Regions from separate parts of the Oryzias latipes genome. Here region 1 is linked to region 2. Evidence: chromatin contacts called from public Hi-C data. All regions are on one chromosome and are shown on one strand. The core of a region is the stretch at or near the end of the contact, and the rest is flanking DNA. Distances in the headings are between cores, read along the strand shown.

What was found. A called contact is a pair of places that touch in the nucleus more often than the background predicts.
Region 1: a Hi-C map of embryo shows a contact between it and region 2, with 1.9 times the contacts expected there. The contact joins the promoter of LOC101175150 here to the enhancer-like site in region 2. A contact is called at or near these places in 2 of 5 Hi-C or Micro-C datasets (embryo and fibroblasts).

What each region holds. Positions count from the first base shown.
Region 1 is chr5:30,295,393-30,300,862 of ASM223467v1, reverse strand. LOC101175150 (plexin-A1) reads right to left here and starts at 3,556. Exons shown (of 32, transcript XM_011475607.3): 1 at 3,100-3,556.
Region 2 is chr5:30,195,925-30,201,440 of ASM223467v1, reverse strand. All of the region lies in intron 4 of LOC101174907 (MICOS complex subunit mic25a), which reads right to left. Among protein-coding and RNA genes, the nearest start is that of LOC101174907, 9.3 kb to the right of the region's middle. Within about 2 kb of position 1,665, at least 3 of the 8 cell types and tissues checked have an H3K27ac peak or open chromatin away from gene starts, as enhancers often do.

The DNA.
Region 1 (5,470 bases), core at 2,307-4,806, 98 kb before region 2:
CCCAATCTGCAGTATATTCCACATTCCAGCAGCTTCAGGAGAGCCAAAAATAAAACATGCAGCCCCGAGAGCAGCCTCTTCTTCAGATGAAATCACCATGGCGCTTGCAGAAAGCTCAGGCTGGCTTTAAATTTGTCCCTGATTGGAACTGATGAGGGTTTGTGCCGCCGGCTCACCTCCAAATTCACCTCTTGATATGACTGGTAATGCACCACCACTTTGCGGGTCAACAACGCCCACAGACTCTCCATCCCAGCTTCTTATGTGGGCCAAATGGAGGTCATTCTAATTTGAGAAGTCAGTCGAGGTAGACCCGTCAGGTATTGGCAACCCGGTTCCTTTCATATTAGGGCTCGTCAGCCGCACCATGAGAGATGTGTGCAGAAGCATAGGGGTCTATAGATGGAGCCCCACTGCTGCTCCCCCTGTAATGTGTTTTAATATTGCCTCTGTGTGGCTCCTCGCCTCGGGGCATCGCACAAACACACAACTGAGAGGCAGAGAGGACGGGGCGAGGCTTCACGTCGGAGAGAGAATAAAGAGAATCTAGACCGAGGTGTTGGGAAAAGACGAGTGGATGATAGGCGCTTCATTTAGCGGAGCGCCGGAAACATCCCGGCTAACCTCTTTAGGATGACTGACACAAATGAAAACCTATGTAATAAAAACAAGTCATGTCCTCGCGCTGCGATAGGAAAACAGATATTACTTTACAGCCAAGAAGGCTCTAACACATAAGGGGGGAGGAGATCCTCTTTCAGGATGGAAGCAATGAGCCAAGGCAACGATCAACGCTGAAGAATCTAAAGGTGTGTGGAAAATGGAACACCAAGGCAGCCATGAAAGGTGCTTTCAGGAGCAGGAAAAGGGTGAAAGATGGAAAATGGAAGAAAAAGGCGGAGATACTCGGGAGCTTTTGACAATCAGAGCGTTAGGGAAAAGGCTGAGTGGCAGCGGGAGTTTGCAGAGGAAGAAACGCCTAAAGATGACTCTTGCACCGGTTTAAAATGTAAAAAATGCAGCACAACTACTAAACAAGACTGTTACATTGGTCTGTTGCATGACAGCATAAATCACTGAGCAGCACAGCCTGCAGGAGTTCTCTAAAAGTCCTCACCACAGCAGGGAAAGAGCTGTTGATTTTTGCAGAAATTTCATCCACACCTTTGATTTTTTTTGCTCCTTTAAAATAAAAAAAAACTATTAAATAAAACAAACATGTATGGCCACATTTTGCAGGGCTATGTGCATGTTGGCTGCAGCCTCAACTCAGCTCTTGTGTTTTGTCATCCAACTGCAATACAATTAGACCTGAAACACGCCTGACGGGTCCAGAGGAATGCAACGCGGGGACAGCAGCACAAAGGCCGGGCCACGGGGCTGCAAAGTGCACATGTCAGCTCGGATTCCAAAGCTGGGACATCACTGACTTCTGAGCAGCAGGAGCAGCAGACAGTGGAGTTTGAAAATTCATGACATGGCTGCTCCATTGTGGAGCAGATCTGTATCATAATTAGGGATGATTGAGGCAAATTGCTTGTAATTTTCTGGGTGGATTGCCAACTTTTATGTAAAGTGCCTTACAAGGTGACATTTTTTTTTCTGCACAAACCTTGAGTTTTGGGAATAGTGTTTCATTTTGATGTTGCCACACACGGTGAGCCCAGGAAGGCAGCAGTCGTTAAGAACATGCCTGAACATGCAACCATAACATTACGGTCCTATTACTGTCTGCTAATTGCAGCAGGATTCCTTCACAGGAACCGTATTAACCACACAAACAACAACAAAACCAGCATCTCCTCAGTTCTGGTTATTCAACCAGCCTCAAAGTTTGGGTTTGGTTTGTCCACATTATTGCCATTTCAGTTCAGATCAGGCAAAAAACTGGTGCAAAATTTGGTTTGTGTGTGTGATGATGCAGTATCTGGTCTCTTTATTCCTGCTTCACTGATGCGTTCAGGTGAGTGATCATATGCAGGACAGCCACTTGGTTTAAAAACTGCATTCACACCCTTCTGTCCTCAGAGTCTGGCCACTCTCCTCCTTTATTTAGAAAAAAAAGCTGCTTCAGCTTCTCTCCACGCCTCTGCTGATTTAATAGAATGAATACATGTTTAAAAGGGGGCTGCAATTGAATTCACGCAGCGCGCGCGGGCGCAGGGTGGGTGGGGGCTCATTTGGTTACCCGGGATTTGATTAAAAAGCCAAATAGAAGTGAGGAGAATCCGATGAGAGCGCACCGCCGACGCGCGCAGCCAGTGCGCACTCCGCGCACTCACCAAGCCCCCCCCCCCCCCCCCCCCCCCCGCAGCCCGCCTCCCCGCTCCATCCCCGCTCAAAAGGGGGAATTTAATTGCTGTCGAATAACAAAGCTTACAAATTGCCTCTCATTCGTTAGCAGATTAGCGATCCTTTCACATCACTCCAACACTATTTCTAATTATTTCAAAGCTAATAGGGGAATCGATTTTGGAGCAAAGCACTGCGTCTCTAAAGCCCCCAGAGAAATCTCAACTGCCCCCCTCCCCCTCTCCCCCCTCCTCCTCAGGTGCTTTTAATGGGAAAAATAAACTGGTTCCAATCCGGAGCAACAATCAGAGAAAAGTCCCACCGCCTCCTCCTGCGCCCTCGGTGCGCAAACGCAGGCGACAGCTGAGCTGAATCCCTGAGATTTGGGGGTCCATGAGGAGGGCGGCTGCTGTTCCACGCGTGAACGTTCAGCCTCAAACTCTAAACTCACTGCAGCGAGCGCACACGCGCGGAATCCGGGAGCTATTCCACGCTGCGCAAAAAAGCCTCCAAATGAAGCAAGTTGGTGGAGGAATGGAGCATCGCGGCGCATCTGCAGTTTCACGCAACAGACGCGCGCCTCCGCCTCAAGAAAAGTGGATCCGCGTGCTCCTTCACGCGTTTTTCACGCAGAGCTTCAACTGGAACTCATGGGGCTCAAGGAGAAAAATAGTGGAGCGGCATCGTGGGTTAGAAATCCTGTTCAAGCAAACTCGCCACACACCGACCGAGCAGAGAGCTAACGAGCAGAAAGAAATCCAGAAAAACTGCGGCTTGGACGCGCGCGGGACTTCTGCCGGTACTTACGTCTTCACGGGATCCCCGGGACCCAAATCCCCGCCATGGTTTTAAATTCCAAAACTTGGAAACATTTCCACGCTGGTCACGCAGCGGCGGTGCTCCCTCTCCGACGGCTCCCTGCGTGTGAATGGAGAGGAGAGGAATGCAGCTCCGGCTCCGAGAGGGAGGAGGGATAGGAGGAGGGAGGAGGAGAAGGCGTGCAGTACCTCAGCCCACCCACAGGGGGCTTCACAGCATCAGATGTAAAGACTGAGGAGGTTTTCATGAATATTTCATGCAGTGACACTTTCCAGAGTTAAACTGATGCATCTTCATAACTTTTACTGTATTTGATAGAAAACACTTGTTTGATTTCATGAATAAACGCTATGCGCCCATCGATTGTCTAAAGTAAAGAGGTAAATAAAGCTGAAGGATTTGCTGAATCACAGTCAACAACGCAAACAAGGTCAGAAAAAAAAGTCAGAACAATTTCAGCCTAGAATTAAAGATTTAAATAAAAACATGTTAAATTAAACAGAGACTAAAAACAAGGGTTTTTCAATAATTTAATAAAATTTGATCCAATATTTACATACAATGTTAAAACCCAATCTAAGACCACCAGGGGGGTTTATTAAAGTCACAATAAAATAGAAGTTCCTAATGCTTAGTCTCACATTAAAACAACAGGCTATTTTCTCTTGAAAATTTTACAACGCCAAAACGTTTTTATCACACTTGTCCATCAACTCCTCCTCTGACAGAAATCCATCTTTCATCCAGCTTTTATCTTAATTTTTTTTTTTTGCTTTTAGCTCAGACTTTAATCTATTCATGATTAGCTTCTCTTTCCTTATACTCTAACCTTCTCCTGGAAGTCCAAGAGGAACGAGCATTTTCAATCTGGCTGGGGAAGCTGGGGAACGAACGTTACCCAGGTAGGCCTCCTCACTGTCCATTTAAAAAAAAAAACTTCTCAAAACGAGTTCATATAGCCAGGCTTTTGACACAGCACCAACTCTGCTCTGTATGTTTCACTCTTATTGTTTTGCTTTTATCTTATGTTTATGTAATACTTATTTATATCTTTAATTGTTTTAACCTCTTAGGTGTTGCTTTTTATGTCCAATGTCTTGTTTGACTGCGGTCATTTTAAGGCGCCTTATAATATTATAAACTTGAACTTGGACATTAAACAAACTAAAAACTCAGCTTCAGTGAATCAAACATCTCTGAAGCCTAAAGAAGTTTACTATTTTTGGATTTGGAAAAACAACTGCAGGATGATAGGAGGTGGGACTCTTGATGGATTCTTTCTGCACATGTAAAACTGGTCTATTAAATGCTGCTGGCCCGTTTGTCCCTTACTGTTGTTTTGTTCCTTCTGTTTCTGCAGCGTGGGTTAGCCCCCCGCAGGAGCTGGCAGCTCTGTTCGAAGCAAAGGTCAGTCTGGTTGAGTGTACAGCCAAGGAAAGTCCAGATAAGTAGCGTTCTGCCCCCCCATCAGTCAGTGGAAGCCGACAGGAAGTGAGTGACATCTTGATGACAGATCTGAGACACGCTGCACCCACAAGGCCATCTTTTTATCATAGCATCGCCTCCGAGCAAATTCAAGGACATTTTAGGATAACGGGATCTTTTTTTTATTGTTATGGACATTTAGTGTTTGAAAAACACTTTACAGATAGCAACACATTAAAAATGAACTGAAACACTTCTACACAGACTGGATGGTTCGTTCTTCTTTGATATATAACCATTGTTATCAAGACGTTATGTTTGTCATTTGTTTGTGTCAGAGTTGAACACAGGCTTGTAGACCCGATCCGCTCTACTGCCACTCTGCTGACACTTTGTCCTATGAAACAACAGCTTTTTGGAATTTGGCTAAAACCGACGTAATCATAATTAAAAGACCTCTGGGAAAGCTTTAAAAAGAGATCAAAAGACAATTAAAGTGGGACTATAAGGAAGGGGTGCTTTACTGGATGGATGCCGACAGTCGAAAGTGAAGGTGAGGCACTGTGCGGTGTGAACAGAGCACAGGGGGTGTAGGAAAAACTGGATTCTGTAAAATATTGTGATGATTTAATCAGAAATACTGGTATCGTTTTTGAGAGCTTCACTTTTACGTTCCATTCAAACCCCTGACCACTAGTTCACTCTTTCAGCAGCTCTACACCAAAAGAAGAAGATCTCACGAGGACCATCTCGTGCTGGATGTTCCCTCGTTAGTCTGGCAGTTGATGTCACACAGCTCAAAGTCGACACTCCTCTGAACATGGCCGAGAATGACAACGTGATACCAGAGGCGTGCACGTGAACGGGATTTTAGTGTTCAACGTTTTTCAAAGTCATAGTCTTTAAAAATTGTAATATGTTCTGTTACAGGCTT
Region 2 (5,516 bases), core at 416-2,915:
TTCACAGTGGAATTTTAACATTTTTAAGTATTTATTTTTTTAAATCTGCGACAGGACAGGTGCGGCGCTGGATTTGTGTGCAGCTTTGTACGTCTGCTCTGCATACATCCAAACCTCCCAACCCGGCGAGCTCTGCTCGTCAGCATTTGCCGCTGCTCGGGGCGGCGGGGGGGCTGTGGGGGAGCGCACAAAGGGGCTTAACATGCAGAAAAGATGTCAAGTCTGTGATAACACCGCCTGATAGCGGCACAAATGTGTAAATGTGTGTCTAAATCATTGCAGCTCGCATGTGTGTGTGTGTGTGTGTGTGTATGTGTGTGTGGGTGTGGGTGTGTGTGTGTGTGTGTGTGTGTGTGTGTTCACCGTGAACCGTCACTGAGACAGTCAAAGAGTCACCGCTATGCTCAGAAAAAGCTTCATCTCCTTTACACCAGATGCTTATCTTGTTTTATTTAGTTGCTTATTGCTTTAGTTTTTAGCTCTTTTCATTTTTTAAAGAAATCAGAATGCTTATACTTTTAATGTTTATTTCAAACTTTACATTTTTCATTCTCGATGACAAAATGAATGGTTAAAGCGTCAAATTTCTCCAAAACATGGTTCTCAATAAAGACCCACTCTGATGAAAACGGTGTTTCTAACATGTTCTGGTGGCATTTTTCTGATGATGAAGGACAAATATAAACAAAGTGAAGATTAAAATGGAATTTTTGAGAATTTTTTCTTTTATTTTAATTGCTGTGAATCAGGCGCCGAAGAAAAAAAAGGCCGTTTGAAAAAGAGCCATTTGTGACGTATACTGTAACACAACACTTCCCCGCTCCACTCTGTTCCTCTCAGCAATGGGGGAGATCCACATTAATGGTCCCACCCACAACTCAGAGATGGATTTCTAATGAACTCCTGCCGCTCTGCAGAAACTAAGTCCTAGAAAACGACACAGATGTTTTGATTTTGGCTAAAAACAGGACCTCTGGGAACACTTTGAAGATAAATCAAAAGACAACGGGTGTGGGAATTGAATGAAAATGCTATTGGAGTGGGATACTTTTCATTTCTTCACATAGAACGGAAACACGGAAATGCGTCTTTAAGAACTTAGCAAACTTTAAAAGACAAAATCTTTATTTGTACGTCTTTTTTAAATAATTGAATCAGAAATGTTACCATTTTGCAATCACCTGAACAGCGATTTTTAGCAGCTTTTGCAGACAATATTCTGATTCAAGCTTCAACTGTTTCAGCTGTTTTCATCTTCTCAAGAAAATCTAGCACCAAGCCATCTCCATGTTTCCACCAAAACCTTCATATTAGCTTAAACTTCAATCATCCTCATCTATCAGAATCCGTGCATTTTTGCAGGAATACAGATGTTCAGTTAGATTTCAAATGTGTTGATTACTAGTTGGATTGCCATCACCATAATCCCAGAGATTAGCCAATTCAATAGAAGCATGATAGATTGCGCAGGTTAGGAAGTGTCTGAAAAAAAGAACGGATGTGTGTGAAGTTCTGACAGGGGGCTGGTGTTTGAAGGGTGCTGCATGTTGGGTTGAAGCGCGGCCTTTGGTCTCTTATCGGCGTCTTCAGCGCAGCAGCAGCTGCGAGCTGCATGTGTGGCCTCAACAGCTGCGGCCTCACGGCGTGTCATCTCAGGTCCGGCTTTAATGAATGTGGGGATTTTGGCCTGGGTTTTCCATCATCGTTCTGCCGGACAGTGACAACAGCTTCCCTCTGACTCATCCCTCACACGTGCACGCGTGTGCACACACACAGACACACACACACAGTGTAGAAAGATAAAAAGAAGAGACGGAAGAAGAAAAAATCTAGAGGAAGGAAACATGTTGCCCAGCAGCACAACACCAAGTCATCCCACATCTTCTACTTTGAGCTTAAGATGTTTCAACACTGCCATCTAGTGACCAGTCCAAGGATTTATTAGTTTCAAACTGCACATTTACTTTAAAGTCCCCTATGTAAAAAAATGTTCATGTATAAAAACATTCCCCGGGGATGTTTTAATTATGATTATGACGTTTTTAACCAACATCCCACAACCTAAATGTCTTAAAAAGCCAAATTTCATGTTTACCTGAACCCGTCTCCTTTTGGAAAGTTCAATAGAAATTTGCCTCCTTCTGCTGCATGAGAAGGGGGCGGAGCAGAGAGCTTGTGGCCCACCCATAGCATTTTCCGACATAACAAATAAGATCTTTTTTTTAAACAGCATCTATTTGTTTGCTACAATGTAAAGATATACTAAGAATTAAATTTTAAGCCTAATTTTCTATATACATGTCCTCCATCATCAGAAAAATGATAAAAAACACAATTTTTAAACAAGTAGGTCTTTAAAGGTCAATTTTTTATTTTTTTTTATTGGTAGCTGTGTTTGTCAGATCTGTTTTTTCAAGTGTTTGTTGTTTTGTTTTGTTGTTCTGTTGTCTCACTTAAATAAATAAATACATTTAAAAAAAAAAAGGTCAATTTTTTAACTCTAAATTCAAAATTATTTTAAACATCTAGTCATAACAATTCTGGATTTCTTGGTTTTAATTTGACATAAATGTCTGCCTTTAGGTGTTTTTCCTATTTGTGGGGTTAATTAAAGAAATGCAGCGTCAATAATTGGATTCAGCTGAATAAACATGCATTTTATTGGCAAAAATGTATTTAAAAGAAAAAAAAAGAAAAGAAAACACCTTTCTTTCCACAGCTCCATTAGCTTCAAGCAGGTCTTTGTTCCAGCCTGCACGCATGTGCTTAGCGTGTGATACCTCTGCATACTAATGCCTTCGTAGTTTTTCACAGGGACAACACTTGTGGAGGTGAAAAGAAAAAGACTGGAGGAAAAACAAACACAGGAAGTGCGAAAATGGAGAGGGAAAGAGGTGTTAAAGTGCTGTGACATTTCATTTCGTCTGCACCTTCCTTCGAGTGTTAAATGTGGTCTTGTGACAAGATAAGACCATATTGCAAAAAAGCTGTGCGCGATCGCACCTTTCCAGGTAGAGTGACAGGTCGGACACAAGAATAGTAGAAATTGTGCCAAAGATGGAAAAGTACACGATGGACGGAGACTTTACATTCAAATGATTTCTTTTGAAAAGATTTCTGAAACAAAAACCAATTTGATCATAAAATTATAAACTTGATGTAAACGCAGGAAAAACTGCAAAGCTCAAAAGGGTATTTAGGTGCAGAGAGAGTAGGACTTTTATTTCTGTATATTTGCATTCTGGAGAACATGTCAGTGTAAATTGGTTAATGAGCTTTCTTCCCATTGTAGTCGATCCATCGTAGGCCTTAGTCACAACTGTCCTTACGGGTGGACACAAGTTGTCTGCAGGTGAGAAAAGGGCAAACCTGTACAGGGCACGGAGGTGGTCGTCACGAAACATCAAGGTCGTGAACCGCTCGGTGCACATTTCTTTCTACGGGCATGATGCGGGCGACAGGTCGTAGAGAACACTTATACAACACGTAAGGTTAAGTAAGGGTGAAGTAGGCGATAAGGAGGCGTGTGTCCCACAAATTTCACCCCAAATCCTGCAACCTCTGCAAGGACCCTGTTAGTCCTGTTCATGTGATGTTAGAAATGAGGACATCAGACCATCAGGGTGTAGTTGGTGTGGACATCCTACGCGCATCCTATGGGGCTCTTGCATATCACTTGCACACCACGTACGCTTACCATTCGCGAGCAGCCAGTAAGGAACCAGGAACCAGTACTCACACCTTACTAAACACTAGAGTGTGCCTTAAGGGTGAACTACGACAACATCACCTGTAGGGCATAACTTCTACCCTCCTTACAAATACTTATTGAAACAGCCACCACACATACGACAATGGTACGTTCCGTTTTCATGACGTCCCCTTAAGATGGCCGTACGATCCTAAAGACACACCTGTGCTTCCCTTACGGTGCAACCACAGCAAAGACCCTCCACGAGCCGGACAAATCAAAAACCAGCTGCGCCCCTGCGGGTCAACGCCCACTTACAGGGGAATGTGACTGAAGCTTTAGTCGTTTCTGCTTGAATAACAGGGCGGTCGTGGTGCAGAGGTGAGGCCGTCGACCTAGACCCACCTTGCCCGTTCATGTGTTGAAGTGTCCTTGGGGGAGACACTGAACCCCACATTGTTCCTTGTGGTTATAGTTGGGCGCAAGAGTTTAACAGCGGAGCCGCCATCAGTGTGTGTGTGTGTGTGTGGGTGAATGGGACCGTGATTGCAAAGCACTTTGGACCTTCTAAGGCTGGGGCGTCAAACGATATGCACCATTTAACCTTTTCATATAGTGTCTTCTTCTGTTATATTCTTTCGTTACAGCCACGTCAGCTCCGCACACAAGACAACAAGTCTATCCTTTATATTCGTGAACAGATAATCTGCCCCCCACCCGTCTTGAAAGCTCCTGATGTCCATCTTTTGTTTGGTCATTTTTGTGGAGGATGAAACTAATTTGTCCGATGTGACTGGAGCATGGCTGTCAATGACTGTCAACAGAAAAAAGGAGCGCTTGCCGGTTTTGACTTCACGCCAACATACTAGCAAAGCATTGTGGGATTTGTAGTATTAGCAGTATTAGCGGTATAGAATATATACACGTGTTCTGAGAGGTCGTAAAGATTCATATACACCATATTATTATAAACAAAATCCAAAACAGGCATGGCCAATAATATTGGTCCTATAGTGACTATGGTCATCTTTTACTTATAGCTCTCATCAAAGTATAACTGATGATTATATTGCTTTTGTGTATTATTTCTACTTAATTGCTTGAAATAAACCATTTCAAATCAAATTAAATCAAAGCATTTTTGCTTGAAAATACTAGGGGTGTGTATTGGCAAGAGTTTGACGATAAGATACGTATCCAGATATTGTACCGCAACACGTTTTCTTTCTTTTTTCTTTCTTTTTAAAGTATGACTTAAAAAAAACTCTACCTGAATTTCAATAAGTCTTCCATTGTAATAAAATTTTAAAATTCAGTTTAATTAATAATCACAATGTTAAGCCCTGCAACTGTATCTCATATATCAGTTGCTTTTACCCAAGCAATATTCATAGTGCTTTTATTTTGGTAACGAAAACTATATAAAGGGAACAGTCACACAACAACATATATTGCTGTATAAGAAACAGCAAAACAATTTTACTCAAGAGAAATTCTCTCTCTTCTGTGCCACAAAAGCCAGCCAATCACAGACATGGACATGAAGGTTGATGCTGGTTGGTCAGAAATTCTTCCAAAATGATTAAGGTTGTGTCTGAATTCTTTCCCTACTCACTATATAGTGCAATATTTAAAGTTTAAAACAGTAATTGTTGCCTTCAGAATGAATAATGGCACATAAATCAAAAGATGAACCGCGATATAGCGAGGGACCCTGTAGAATTATATGCCATTTAAAACATTTAAATTATGGTTCTATACTAGTTTTAAATTGATCTTCTATTCTCCATGAATGCAAAATTAAATATTTAAATATTAGATGCTG